5 separate regions of the Mus musculus genome follow, and all the other regions are linked to region 2. The links are chromatin contacts, called in public promoter capture Hi-C maps. All regions are on one chromosome and are shown on one strand. The core of a region is the stretch at or near the end of the contact, and the rest is flanking DNA. Distances in the headings are between cores, read along the strand shown. Region 1 holds the start of Dcun1d5 (DCN1, defective in cullin neddylation 1, domain containing 5 (S. cerevisiae)). Region 2 holds the start of Casp1 (caspase 1). Region 3 has its middle 38 kb from the start of Gm23097. Region 4 holds the start of Alkbh8 (alkB homolog 8, tRNA methyltransferase). Region 5 holds the start of Cwf19l2 (CWF19-like 2, cell cycle control (S. pombe)).

Region 1 (2,700 bases), core at 39-2,538, 1.9 Mb before region 2:
GGGGTACTGATTAGTTGATATTGTTGTTCCAGGCTGTCTTGTTGTAATGGTAGTATTTGTCACTTTAAGTGTCGACCATTAATACAAAAACAACTCAAAGTGTATGGGAAGAAGCCCACTTCTCAAAGCTAAATCGCAATGACTTTCTGAGGAATGAATCTGTGATGATTGAGTATATGCCACAAAGCGAGTAAAGGGCTCTAACTTACAGTTCTGCTTTGTTTTCTTTTCCCCTAAGAGAACATGGAGCACAATAGCTTGCTAACGCCTAAAAGGAGGTTGAGAGCTACCAGCGTCTTAATGCCAGAAAACAAAAACCACAAGGGCCTTTTCCAATTAAGTGTACGGAACTGGTACAGGTGAAGTGGAGGCATTGGTGCGTCCAGAAGCCTAGGCTCCAGCGATTTAAAAGGCCTCCTGCTGGGATCGTCCAGGTTAGGCCACTTTAAATGCTAACTCGGGAGACCAATTATAGCAAAGGCTTTCTTTCCATCATTCCCAAGGCAGCTGTCAAAACTCTTCAAGCTCTGCTCCTTTTTTCACACTCTGACATTTAACAATGTGGGGACCAAGCCAATTCTGCTCGATTTAGTGTGACACAAGGACGCCGTGAATCTTGGCAGATCCGCGCTCACTTCTCGGTTGGGAAATTTGATGGAGAATGCATACGTACGGTCGTCTGTTTCCTACCCTCTGGGCACGCAGACAACAAAGTGGGACGAATCTCAGAGCTTGTCCAAGTACGACAGAGAGCACGTACAGGCGAACACGCGGTTCGGTCCCGCGCGGAGCGGAGACTGGGCGCCTCACCGACCGCCTCGCCTGAGAGGGCTCGCCCCTCTCCTCCCGGCTAGCGGCCTGTCCGGCCCCGGGGGAAGGAGAGAGCCAGCGGGGTGGGGACAGGCAGTACCTGGGGATTTTACACTTTTTGAGGCCCGCGTCTTCCGCGACCGCCGCTGCCACTCCGGGAGCTTTTCTCTTCTTCTTCACTGGCATCTTCCGCCTTCCCCGGCAAGGTAGACAGGGCGGCCGGGGAGGGGTATCGCGCTCCGCCGCAGGCCCCGCAGCGCCGGCTCCCGCCTGCCGGGGACCGCAGCGGAGGCCCGAGGCGCGACCCCGCCCCGGGTCTCCTCTTTAGGGGCGGTTCCGGGCAGCGCAGCGCTAAGGCCGGCGGTGTCGCGGCTCGGGCTTTTCCAGGAGCAGCGAACGCCGACAGCGCGGCACCTACAGTAGCAGCGAAGAGCAGGCGGCTTAGCCTGACCCGGAAGCGGATGGCTCTGGACCGGAAGTGACGTAGAAAGGAAGCTCGCAGGGCCTGGAGCGGTCTCTCTACTTTGGGATTTTTTGTCTCTGCAGGTGGAGCCTGAATCTCCGGAGATTTTCTGGCGGGTTTCCAGCGGGAAGTCCTTTCTAGAAATCATAAACGCTCCACAGCTGGCGAGCGAAGTAATCTGGTGAGGAGCCATGCGTGAGTGTGCCCACTCCTGACGTGCAACCGCTCCAGTTTTTTCGGGTGTTCTTGGTGGGCCTGAGATCAACTTCTCGCGCTCCTTGTCCTTTTCTCCCTCATGCTCAGGGTCAGTTTATGGCTTCCTCCTGTGCTGAGGCAACGCCTCCATGTTTTACTTCTGAGGAACTCTCCTCTTGGATAAGAGACTGGGAAACGGACTGACTTATTACAGAGGATTTGGGGAACTGTTCTAATGGGCTGCTCTCAAGAAACAGTAATCACGTCACTTCTAATGGAAATACTGCTTATAAGAAAGGTTTGCTAGGTAAAATTATCTCATAGAAGATTCTTAGTGAATGAAGTCCATGTTTGTAACCCAACTGTGACAGAAGACTGTTTCTTTAAATTCTATCCCTGTGGTTCTGTGACTGCATCGTGGGACCCTAATCTAGTCAAGGAGAAAGAAAAAAACCGGTTGTTGTAATGAGTCCTGGATACATAATATGCCCTGGAATTCACAAGTTTCCTGAGAGAGGACACTTCAATGTTTGGTGCATATAGTTAATGTTTTTTTAACAGTGAACATAATGTTCAAACCTATAACCCATTCGACTCTATTATAAACAATGCACGAAACATTGTTTTTACATGAAAATTATAAAATGTAAGCTCTAAAACAGAACTCCCTACAGGAAGTAGACAACTGAAAGATGAAGGGTTTTTTTTTTGTTTGTTTGTTTTATATATGTATTTATTGTGGGGGCACTTGTGTGCCAGTGCTGGGATGACAACTTGAAAGTTCATTTTCTCCATCAATCTTGTCACTCTTGAGGTGGAACTCAGGTTGTGAGACTTGGGAAGGGACATTATGTCTGTGTACAGAAAAGCACCTAGTTATGTGATTTAATTTTTTCTGCTGCTCGTGATAGTTCTTGATTTTCTATATAGTAAATAATGAGAAGCTATGAGGGTGCTGAGTTCTTTGTTATGTGGTCTAATTTTCTTTGACTAAGTCACAAGAAGGAAAGGAAAGGAAGTAGTATTAAAACAAAAGGGTATTCTGGTTTAGATCCTAAGGTACTCATCAACTTTATGAAGAAAAATCTTAAAAATGCATTTTAGCCGTCTGTTAGTAGAGTGGCACAACATAAACAGATTAAGCACACAAGGCTGAAACAGGTCTATTCATTTGACAGTTTGATGATTTGCATATTTCTTAGGTTTAAGGATTGTAGAATGAAGAAATGGAA
Region 2 (2,700 bases), core at 165-2,664:
ATGAAGATAATAATGCAAAAGAGATGAGGATCCAGCGAGTATTATTCCTCTATCAGTATGGGTACCTGAGGATGAAGGATGTCCTCCTTTAGAATCTTCTGTAGCAACAAATGTTTCAGCTGATGGAGCTGAAGAGAGACAAAAGAAATGAATTCACCATAGCAAGGTCATCCTTGGTGAGACTGAGGCCAATGTGTGCTACAGGAGACAAGGCAGAAGGAATAGGAATAGTCATGAGACACACAGCAGAGCCACAGACACAAAAATGGGAGTCTGGAGCTGAAGGTGAGTGGTTGTCTTTAAACTACATAAGAAATATATCAATTAGACATTGGTTATCCAAATATATAGACTCTCAACTTGGTCTAAGATTCAGGCTCTTACCTGATTGAAGCTCCAGAATTCCTGCCAGGTAGCAGTCTTCATTACAAATGTAAGTGATAAAGATTTGGCTTGCCTGGGGCCCTTTTTTAGAGACATGATCACATAGGTCCCGTGCCTTGTCCATAGCAGTAATGTTTGCAAGTTTTATTTTATCCATTTCTTCCTGATTCAGCACTCTCTTCTCTAAAAGTTCATCCAACAATCCATTTATTGTCCCTATACTCACTGAGTTGATAAATTGCTTCCTCTTTGCCCTCAGGATCTTGTCTGTTTAAGACACAAAGAATTCTCAAATCAAGAAAACAGTTGCGTGTTCCTTTCATGTAAAGAAAGCATACTGTCTTTCAGAGTGAATCAGCAAAATGTCCCTTTCACATACAGCGTTTCCCTGCTCTCTCTCTCTCTCTCTCTCTCTTATTTTTTCCTATCTCTGCTCCACATTTGTCCTTCAACATTACACAAAAGCATACAGTATGAGGCACATATCTTTCTGTTAGAACTCAAGAAGCATAAACCATTTTCTTTTGCTGCCACCATCTCTGTCACTCATTCAGTTCCCTCTGTCTAACTAGGGACTCTTACTAGCTAAGATTGCAAAAAACGATGGCAACAATGGCAGGATACAAGTAAAGGTCCTTTCTGACCCTGGCCAGAGATTAAGACGTCAAGAATCTTCTGTGCAGATTTCTAAATAGTCTTCACTTTGCCCAGATTCAGCTCACCTAAATAACTCCAGAAACTAATGATGGCTTTCAGAAAAGCGAGTCCCTTTCCAAATGACTTATTGTCCAAACGAGTTCTTTTAATAATAGAGAAAACTCACCAGCCATGGCGTTTCTTTTCTACACCGCAGAGCTACTGAAACTGAAAGCATATTGTTAGTTCCTTTCCAACAGGGCGTGAATACAGATTGAGAAATAACCACAATTGCTGTGTGCGCATGTTTCTTTCCCTAATTAAAGTTAGGTTTAAATGCTCAAGTCTGAAAAGGATTCAACCGCGGAAATGATTCTTCTTCAACACTTGGAAGAGCTCAGGAAAGGAAGGGAGTGAGTCTTAGTCATCAAGAAAGAAAGGAGCTGTGACAACAAGTCCAGGAAGAGAAGGTAGAGAATCTGTGGGATTCACAGGAGAGGAACAAGTAGGCAGGGAAGGCTGCCACACGTGTTTCTGCTGCAGGGCTGGGCCTGAGACTCTGGGATCAGAGCTGGGAGAACAAAGAGAGAAGAGAAGAACTGTAGTCAATATACTGTTTTCTGGCTTGTAAGTCTGTGGGCTAGCAGGAGTGCCTGTTGTAGTTGGGGGCTGGAATTAGGTAATGAGTAGTGGAAAAAAGCATATGAGGCAGGGCAGTAGAGATAGGCTGAAGTTACTGCTCCTGTTCCGTTGCAGAGTTAGACAGACAGCAGGATTGGACTCGGAGGACCAGAAGCAGAGGTGTGCATCTACTGTCAAACTACTTGCTTCCCTGGCAGGGGATGCCCTTGAATAATTAGCCTGCTGGGCATAAGTATCGTCGATAAGGATACATCAAGATGCTTATGTCCAAAAAAAAAAAAAAAAAAAAAAAAAAAAAAAAAAAAAAGCCAACAACCAGCCAACCAAACAAACAACAAACACCCATAGCTCTACCTTAAAGGTAATAAATAGATTAGTTTTGTTGGGTTTTTTTTTTGTTTTTTGTTTTTTTTGTTTTTTTTTTTTTTGCTGGAGTCTATACCCAAGAACACTGATTTAGGTTACCCCAAATTCCAAGATCCAACTTGAAAAACTTTTCATCAGGTATTTCTAGTTTTGGAGAACAAAGAAAGGTATAAGTCAAGGCAAGTTTAAAATGCATCAACAAGCTTAAAAAGCAGATACATTGATGTGGGGGAAAGGTTTCCTATAATCATAAAATGACAGTATTAGCTTTCTGATTGGTTAAATTGCATGTTCTTCTATGTTAATAGCTTCTAAGAGGTTTTAATTTATGACCACAAGGTGTTACTTCAGATACAGAGTGGACCAAGGAATGGTTGTTTTAGAAGGCTAATACTAATCTAAGATGTAGTAGTTACCGTCTGCACCTACAAAATTCCAAACTTTCTACAGTACAGCAATTCCAATTGTCTGTCCATCTCAGAAGACACAAAACCTTCTTCCAGGAGAATTCTGTTCACATCCAGACATAGCTTCTTTTCTGGAATTTTCCTTCACCATTGTGATTAGATACCTGGCTCTTGGCTTCTTTATTTTGTTTCCTGTAACATACATAATCAAGAAATATAAGCTTAATTTAAATTCTTAACAGAAGAAAGAAATGGTTTTCAACAA
Region 3 (2,700 bases), core at 143-2,642, 1.4 Mb before region 2:
TGTAAGAGCCAGAGGGGATGGAGGACATCAGGAGACCAAAGCCCTCTGAATCAATTAAGACAGGCACATATGAACTCACAGAGACTGAAACTGCAAGCACAAGGCCTACTACACAGACCTGTACCAGGATATATGTATGTGTGTGTACGCGCGCGCACACACACACACACACACACACACACACACACATACATATATATTTATATGCATATATATGTATACATATATATACATATATATGTGTGTGTGTGTATATACGTTATTGGGTATTAGCTTGGTATTTTAAAGGGACTCCTGACTGTAAGAATGAGTGGGTCTCTGACTCTCATGCCTGCTCTCAAGACCCTTTTCCTCCTGTTCGGTTGCTGTCTAACTTCGATATGATAGTTTTTGCTTAATTTTATATTTTATTTTGTCATGTTTGGTTGTTATGTTAGAAGCCTGTTCTTTTCTAATGAGAGACAGAAAGGGAGTGGTTCTGGGAGGGAGGGGAGGTGGGAAGAAACTTAGAGGAGTAGAGGGAGGGGGAACTATAATCAGGATATATTGTTTGAGAAAGTAATCTATTTTTCAAAAAAAGAAAAAAGGGGGTCATAGCCATATTAGCATGAGTAATAGATAAAACATGAAAACCAAACCTTTATAACAAAGACTTTGGGAGCTGGATCAGCACAAGACATTCCTGGCTTAGGCTACCACATGCTCAAGTTAGCATTGGTATCTGGAGATAAACTCAGGCTGGCGTATTTACCTAAAATTTTAATTTCACATGTAGACACAGTACCAGTATCTTTCAGTATTCAGACTATTGCACAGGTAGAATTCATATCTCCCCACAAATACTTTCAGTGGTATGAGCATAAAGAAGCTGCTGTGACTACTAAGTCTGTTAACATCCCACACAGTGTCCTCACAAAGAGTGCTGGACCTATCCATCCTACACACTCAGATGTGTTGCTTAAAATTAACGAGTGGTCACTTAATCCTGTTGGATTTTTGTTTGAAATGTTGTGCCAAACTCGATACTGCTGGGAGGTGAGATGAATGTTACAATAATTCAAAGCTAAGCCTTTTAAAGCTTTAGACTGCAAAATTGCAAAGAAGCGATATTGCTGTAGAATATCCCAAGGTCCTCTTTGTCTGTTCACCGTCTCTCTCTTGACCTACCACTGATGTAATCATTTAGATATTGTAGGACCAGCTTTCCAGGTCAATCCATTCATCTTTTGCTTTTATTTATTTGCTTGAAAACTACCAGTCAGATGTCAGCTGCTGTTACACAGAATCAACACCAGGAGGCGATCAAAGTACACCACACTAATAATATCGAGTCAGTTGGCGCTCAGTCATGACCCAGAACAGCCTGCACTGGACCCAGCTGGCAAAAACCCTGGTCTGTGTAACTCACAACGCACAAATAGGATTTTAAAGGGTTCTGCACAGCACATGTGTTCAGTAGGATTATTATAATCGTAAAGAGTTGTTGCCCAGTGCCGAAGACTGAACAATGACATCCCATAACTGTAAGAGGTTGCACAGAATGAAATGCAGAGAATTGCCCTGCCTGGTGCCCCTCAGTGCTGGTAATTTATAGGCGCCATGAGACTTGTTTCACTTCTTGAACACATGCAGTCTCAGGCACACACGGCATAGAGGCATAGACTGCATTCCTCTAACTTAAGAAAGTCCTGTGACTCTCCAAATGCCAAGAATTCCTTAGACCAACGAAGGAAGGACCGGTGTTTGTGACTATTGTGACTAGATTCTTGGAAATGATTCCTGTAACAAAGCACTTCTTGAAAGGAATGTCTGAGAAAAAAATATCTGGTCAATTCTTCAGAAACTGCTCAGGGATCATGCCAAGCATTGTTTGTATTTGACTTTTAATGTTCAAGACGCAAGCAACTGGTCCTTTGGGGCTCTATATTTCTGTTACTAAACACCAGTTTCCCACTCCAGTTTCCCCGAGTATGAAGCAATTGTTCAGTTGATTTTCTGTTTCTCTTTGTTGATAGACTCCCTGCAACACATCTTTTAGTATCATATAGTAGTACTAGAGACAAGGACATATGGCAAATTATTATTAGAACAAGTATCTGAATGTGGATCCTTAGAATTTCATACATGACTGTATGTTTTGAAAGATATTCTCCCATTCCAGTCCGAACTCTGTAAAAATACCCGTCCATTACTACTCTCCCTCTTCATGTGCTCTTTAACAACAAGAATGAATCCACTTTTACTTTTAATTCCCTAAATTAAGGGAATCCTCAAACAAAATGTTTTTGTCCCTAGGCCACTTTGAAAAAAGCCCCCCTTATTTTCTTGACCTATATACATCTTTATTATGACATCAATTATATTGTATACTGAAATGCATGCAAATGATAAATGAACCAGTAAAATTTCATCAAGTAAACACAGTGATGTACCCACTCCTCATATTAAAACCAGCCCATCACTTCAAATTCCTCCTTTTATGCAACAGCACAAAACAAGGCCATGCTTATCATTCACTTGCTAACGTTATCGCCTGTCTACTTCATGTAGTGATTGGAATGGTCATCAATTGTACTGGCAGTGGGCTCTGATTTGGGGGCTGCAAATAACAGGGCCACCATCTTTGGAAAAATCTGTTGAAAATGAGGATTTATGTCCCCTACCCAGAGTGGGGGCAGTGACTTGGCTGCTTCCACAATC
Region 4 (2,700 bases), core at 201-2,700, 2.0 Mb after region 2:
TGTTGGATAGTACCCCAAGTACCAACTGTACTGTATCCGTGTCTGAGTTAGAAAATAGAGCTGTGGCTAGAGAGATGACTCTGGTTATATGTACTAGCTGCTCTTCCAGAGGACCCGGGTTCAAGTCCTAGCACCCACATAGTAATTCAAACCATTCACAACTCCAGTTCCAGATCTCACTCCTTCTTCTGGCATGTAGGTGGTATATAGATACACATGCAGGTGATACATGTCTTTTGAATTAATAAGCTATCCAAATTACATTATCTATTTAAAAAGAAAGCAGAGTTAAACATTAAGACTTAGAAAAAAATTACCGTTTCTGAATTACACACTCTATTTTTTCTTACACTCATTGTTTGTTATCTTCTGTAAGTGAATAGAAAGTTAAGTACATGAAGTAGTGATTTTGTCTGTATTATTCACCGGGTAGTACACAGCACTTAAACAGGATGTGATATGTAGTAGCGACTCATTAAATATACATATTTAAATAAACCTAAGCAGAATTTGCCATTTTAGCTATTAAACTCCGTAATTCTAATTTTGGCAGCCATCTTCAGCGATTTCCGTAACACCCACCGAGTGAGTATCCCAATTATCTGCATGTGTTGGAGTCAGAAACTCTCGTCTACAATCTTGGGTACCTGCTAAACAGCTAGAGACAAACGTTAAACGAAATCATCAAAACCACAGTCTGACACTACTTGACCCCAGAAGCAGAAGGACTGATCAAGAAAAAAATATAAGGCAGATGTGGGCCAAGAGTGCCTTGCATATCCGTGCTTCACAGAATTGATGCTTGCTGAAAAACGACTAAAAGCAAGGGTTGGTCTTCAACCCCTATGGCAGCTAATACAGACACCGCTAGGCATCCATCATATGCCAAACATAAGGACATTAGATCCTACCAGGGTTCCCAACGGCCTTACCTCCCCAACCCATAAACTGCACTCTTCGCGGTCTGAGTCGGCCCATGCTGGTCAGGACAGAGCAGACAGGGAGCTGAAAGGAGTAAGCCAGGATTTGCGATCCTCCATATCCCCAGGCCCCAATCAGGTGGCGTACACTTTTCTCTCTCCTCACCAGAAATGTTCACCTCCCAGCTGCTTTGTCAATCGCCAGCCTTCCCCGGTGCAGCCTGACCACCTATGCTCTGACACCCTTTCAACCGGACGCCGCCATGTTGCAGACAATAGTACTACATTTCCCATGAGTCCCTGGGGCTACCACAACCCCCTTCGGGACTCAAATTCTTTGTTGACCCTTTCTCCGCCAAATGTCTGTAAACTGCTGCTTGAAACAGAAAATTTGGCTGCTTTATTTGGGTGAATAGTAATCGTTGGAATAGGACCTACAACTATCACGTTACTAAATGCTAAACATTTGATCTTATACTCACAAATAACTGTAGTCTTAAGGGAACTTACCTGTGTAAACCACACCAATCGAAATGCAGAGCTGTAGAGTTCAGTCTCAACTGACATCTACAGCACAACTCCTATACCTCAGGCTTAGAACACTGCAGAGAAAATGGAGGTGGAGAAACGGAAGTTTACTGTGAATTGTGTCTCCTGGGAACATCAGAAGCCACACCCATAAAGTCTCTCTAGTGTGACTGCCTATACTGAACTGAACAAAGACAATGAAAACGGTTGTGTTTGTGTGGTCAGGCAAAGAGTCGAGAACGTCTAAACCCTACACAAAGAACAATATGCAAATAAGGAATTCTGAGAGCAAGAGAAATACTTTTCTCCAGGGAAGAGCACGCCAATTGTTTATCCAACAATGAATGATCAGCCTGAAAACACTTAAATACAAGAAACATTGTACAATTTGTATTAATGTATGTATGTACAATTAATAATAAAAGAGGTGATGAATTTGAAAGAGCAAGGACGATGGGTATAGGAGAGGGTTTGGAGGTAGGAAATGCAATGAGTAAATTATAATATAATCTAAAAAACCAGAAAGAGTAGAAACTCTAAAACAGAAGAAACTGGATCTACTTCAGGAAAGATATTTCAAAGTAAAGTTTAAATGGCAGAAAAATTAAAGACAATAATTATATCCCTATTATGAGATTGACTCATGACAAAAAAACAGTAACAGTATTGTTTTTAATTTGTAGTATTTACTCAACTCCACATTGTTAGGCCTCAAAGAAAGAGGGACAAATCACTGACTGAAGTGCCTACTAAAACATCAATGCAAATACTTGCAGCTCTCTGCAACATTACTCAGTACCTGTTGCTCCTCCCAGCACTGCTCACCTCTCCCCTTCCCCTAAACCTTTCCATCTCAGGGACTAACTTTCTGCTTCTTCCCTTCCCGACTTATTGATCTCCATATAACATAGCTATTTTGGACACTGGGTCTCTTGGCCTATTGGCTCCTATCTGGTTCTACTCCTGGCTCTTTCTTGGTACACTTGCATCCCTCTCTTCTCTCTTACCCCCTCCCAACCCCCCAAAGCCAAGCTCTGTCTGTTGGCCATGTTCAGTATAAACACTTCCAGATGTTTCTGGCTATTCTCTCCCTCATATCTACAATAAACCTCCTCTTCAAAACATACCTTGGGGCAGTCATGTTGTTTGATTTTTCCTATGAAGACTTGGGAACCAGATGCTGGGAAGAAAGCCTGCTAGCTCTGCGAGGCAGAGAAAGTACCCAGTTGACCTTCCTCCTCAGCCAATGTCC
Region 5 (2,717 bases), core at 213-2,712, 1.9 Mb after region 2:
CTTCACTAAATTTGGGTACAAATCACACACAGTATTCAGTACAAGACTAACATATATCCTCTTTTCTCTCTGTCTCAAATAGGATTTGGAATCACTTTAACCTTCATTGTCACTGTGGCTAGTTCTTTAGACTTTCCCAAAAGTTATAAATCTGACCTTTTTCCATGCCTTCAAAATAGACAGTGCCAATACAATTGACTCAGAAAAGTTATCCTCTTAAAAAGAAAGAACCATATGGCTAATTTCTAGTCAGCAGTCAACAATAGTAATACAATGCAAGAAGTTTCTTCTGCTTTCTCATCCATCTGTCAAAATTCCTAAGCTGACTTTGGTCCTTATCAAACTGTATGTAGATTTGTCTAAAATTCTTCACAGCTGACAAAGAGTTTCTTCCAAAAACTGTTTGAAATATCAAACAGACAGTCATTATGATTATTCATTATATCTATTTTGAAATCAGCCAATATTCATGATGCTTTATCTGACCAAGACTAACTGCCCACCCATCCCCTTAAAATGTGACTGAAGGAAGGCATTACTCATTCTTCCTATTTATTTTCTACTCTCTATATGCATTTAAACTTATTTAAAATTCTTTTATCATAAAACAAAAAACCCAAAACATAGTCACGGAACATTCCGTTGTTCAACTACAAATTCATCTTTTTCACTGTCACAATTAATCAGGAATAACTGTCAATAACTGTTCAATAATTTACTTCTTCCGTTTTTATAAACTCCATACATTTCAATGTTAATGAGAATTCTGTTTCCAAAACCTGGGGTCGGGGAGCACATATTCTGAGTCTCTTATGCTAAAACAGTGTTTCAATCAGTAAAGGCTGGCCTAAGCCTGGAGTTGAAAGGAAAACGTGGAGGAAACACCAACGTATTCAAATGTGTCCTACTTCCAATAAGCCGGGGCAATGACTCATGCTTCGAATTAACTGGTAAGAAGAGTCCTCGGATGTGACACTGGACACAGAAACTGAGCAATCCAGGCGGCTGAAATATCAAGAGTGCTTAAAAACTAAGGAAACTGGAAGGAAACCAATCAATCTTTTTGCGGAGAGAAATAGCAAATGGAGCCGGTCCGAGCGTTTAGAAGACAACTGCATTGGAAAAAGACCAAAATCAGACAAGGTGAGATACCGAAGTAACGAGAGAAGTGAGTGGACTATCTCCCAGGATTCTCAAGTCCTACAACTTTTAAATAACATTCCGAAACCGTAAGATTTATAAAACGAAAGTATTTCAAGAACTAAATCTCGGAAAGCGATTACCTAGCATGCAGAAGCCCTTAGTACAACCCCAGTTTTAAAAAGGAAGAAAGAAAATTCTCCAAAGCCGGGATACCTGGCGTAACACCTCGGCCCTGGCATTACGGGTCTGTTCTTTTCGCTCTTCGATACTGCTAGCACTTTCAAATCTTACACTAAACGCCTCCATAGTTGTTGCCGTCGAAAAGCAAGGACGCCGTCGGGAAACCTCGGTTTACGACTGTCGTAATTTAGAAACCGAATCTGCATTTCAAAATAGTAGGGAAGGGGCGTTACTATGCCAACAGAGCAGGCGCAGTTCCGAATGTTTCGCCTGTGAAAGGTTCAGCGGAAACTTGTAGCCTGCTGGAGAGTTGATCTTTCAGATGTACTAGGTTCGCTAAGCGCTGAGTTAATATAAACATGCGTTATTATGAGCCCTGCGATATATTAACTCATTTCTCAATAGGACTCTTAAAACACTCCAGTAAGCTAGAAGTTACTTACTTCCCCCTTCTTGCCTGACTTCCTGTGACTGTGCATCAACCTGAAGGGAACCTGATCAGAAAGTCAGAACGTGGGGGGAAAAGGGAAAAACAAAAATTGCTCTTAAGAATCAGTATAGGGGCTGGAGAGATGACTCAGTGGTTAAGAGCACTGACTGCTCTTCCAGATGTCCTGAGTTCAATTCCCAGGAACCACGTGGTGGCTCACAACCCTCTGTAATGGGATTGAACGCCCTCTTCTGGTGTGTCTGAAAACAGTGACAATGTACTCATATAAGTAAAATAAGTAATTAAAAAAAAAAGTTCAGTATTTTTCTTTGATGGGTGTCTTGAAATATATTTAAAACTGGGGTAGAGAGATGGGTCAGTGATTTAGGTGCTAACTGTTCTTGCAAAGGACCTAAGGCCACATCCAGGAACTCACAGGGATCATCAAAACCATCTCTAGCTCCATTTCCAGGAGATCTCCCTCTTCTGGCCTCCACAGGCATTGCAACTACATGATGACATAACACTCATTAAATAAATAAATAAATAAATAAATAAATAATTCTTAATTATTTGGAGGTCAAGACTTGGTGTTGCACAAGCCTGGGTGCAGGAAGAGTCCTCATCACCCAGAAGAAAGATGCCTTGGTTGTGTGGTTATCTCTCATAAAGAAAAAACAGTGACCTCTGTTGTATTTATTGCATCTTGCATAATTAAGTCTCTGTATCAAAAGACTAGCCCCATCTGTGCTTCATTTGATTCGCCCACTAGGATAGAAACAGGAAAGTTGAAATAAGCCATTTCTATCTCCTTTTGCCCATATCAACTCAGCAAATTTAAGATGACAAACTTGAATGGTTACAACCCCTTTATTTGATTCATTATGTTTGTGAGGCAGCACTCCAGTTTGTGCATCTGAAGCAAGGATAACCAGCCAATTCAGAGTTGATAGGAAGGGCTAAT

The links. Promoter capture Hi-C pulls out the DNA fragments that hold promoters and counts their contacts. Capture Hi-C pulls out chosen DNA fragments and counts their contacts.
Region 1: a contact with region 2 is called in a promoter capture Hi-C map of pre-B cells. The contact joins the promoter of Dcun1d5 here to the promoter of Casp1 in region 2.
Region 3: a contact with region 2 is called in a promoter capture Hi-C map of hippocampal neurons, with 6 times the contacts expected there. The contact joins the enhancer-like site here to the promoter of Casp1 in region 2. A contact is called at or near these places in 9 of 39 promoter capture datasets (the 3T3-L1 cell line, the C10 cell line, cranial neural crest and 5 more).
Region 4: a promoter capture Hi-C map of pre-B cells shows a contact between it and region 2, with 10 times the contacts expected there. The contact joins the promoter of Alkbh8 here to the promoter of Casp1 in region 2. A contact is called at or near these places in 2 of 39 promoter capture datasets (hippocampal neurons and pre-B cells) and 2 of 9 other capture datasets (adipose tissue and liver).
Region 5: a contact with region 2 is called in a promoter capture Hi-C map of liver, with 2.5 times the contacts expected there. The contact joins the promoter of Cwf19l2 here to the promoter of Casp1 in region 2. A contact is called at or near these places in 1 of 39 promoter capture datasets (pre-B cells) and 2 of 9 other capture datasets (adipose tissue and liver).

What each region holds. Positions count from the first base shown.
Region 1 is chr9:7,183,093-7,185,792 of GRCm38.p6, reverse strand. Dcun1d5 (DCN1, defective in cullin neddylation 1, domain containing 5 (S. cerevisiae)) reads right to left here and starts at 1,288. Exons shown (of 8, transcript NM_029775.3): 1 at 911-1,288. The coding sequence starts at 996.
Region 2 is chr9:5,297,231-5,299,930 of GRCm38.p6, reverse strand. It overlaps Casp1 (caspase 1), which reads right to left and starts at 1,414. Exons shown (of 10, transcript NM_009807.2): 1 at 1,208-1,414; 2 at 385-651; 3 at 66-128. The coding sequence starts at 1,214.
Region 3 is chr9:6,667,248-6,669,947 of GRCm38.p6, reverse strand. No RefSeq gene overlaps it. Among named protein-coding and RNA genes, the nearest start is that of Gm23097, 38 kb to the left of the region's middle. Within about 2 kb of position 1,392, at least 60 of the 459 cell types and tissues checked have an H3K27ac peak or open chromatin away from gene starts, as enhancers often do.
Region 4 is chr9:3,333,981-3,336,680 of GRCm38.p6, reverse strand. It overlaps Alkbh8 (alkB homolog 8, tRNA methyltransferase), which reads right to left and starts at 1,450. Exons shown (of 12, transcript NM_026303.1): 1 at 1,431-1,450.
Region 5 is chr9:3,402,830-3,405,546 of GRCm38.p6, reverse strand. Cwf19l2 (CWF19-like 2, cell cycle control (S. pombe)) reads right to left here and starts at 1,462. Exons shown (of 18, transcript NM_027545.2): 1 at 1,357-1,462. The coding sequence starts at 1,449.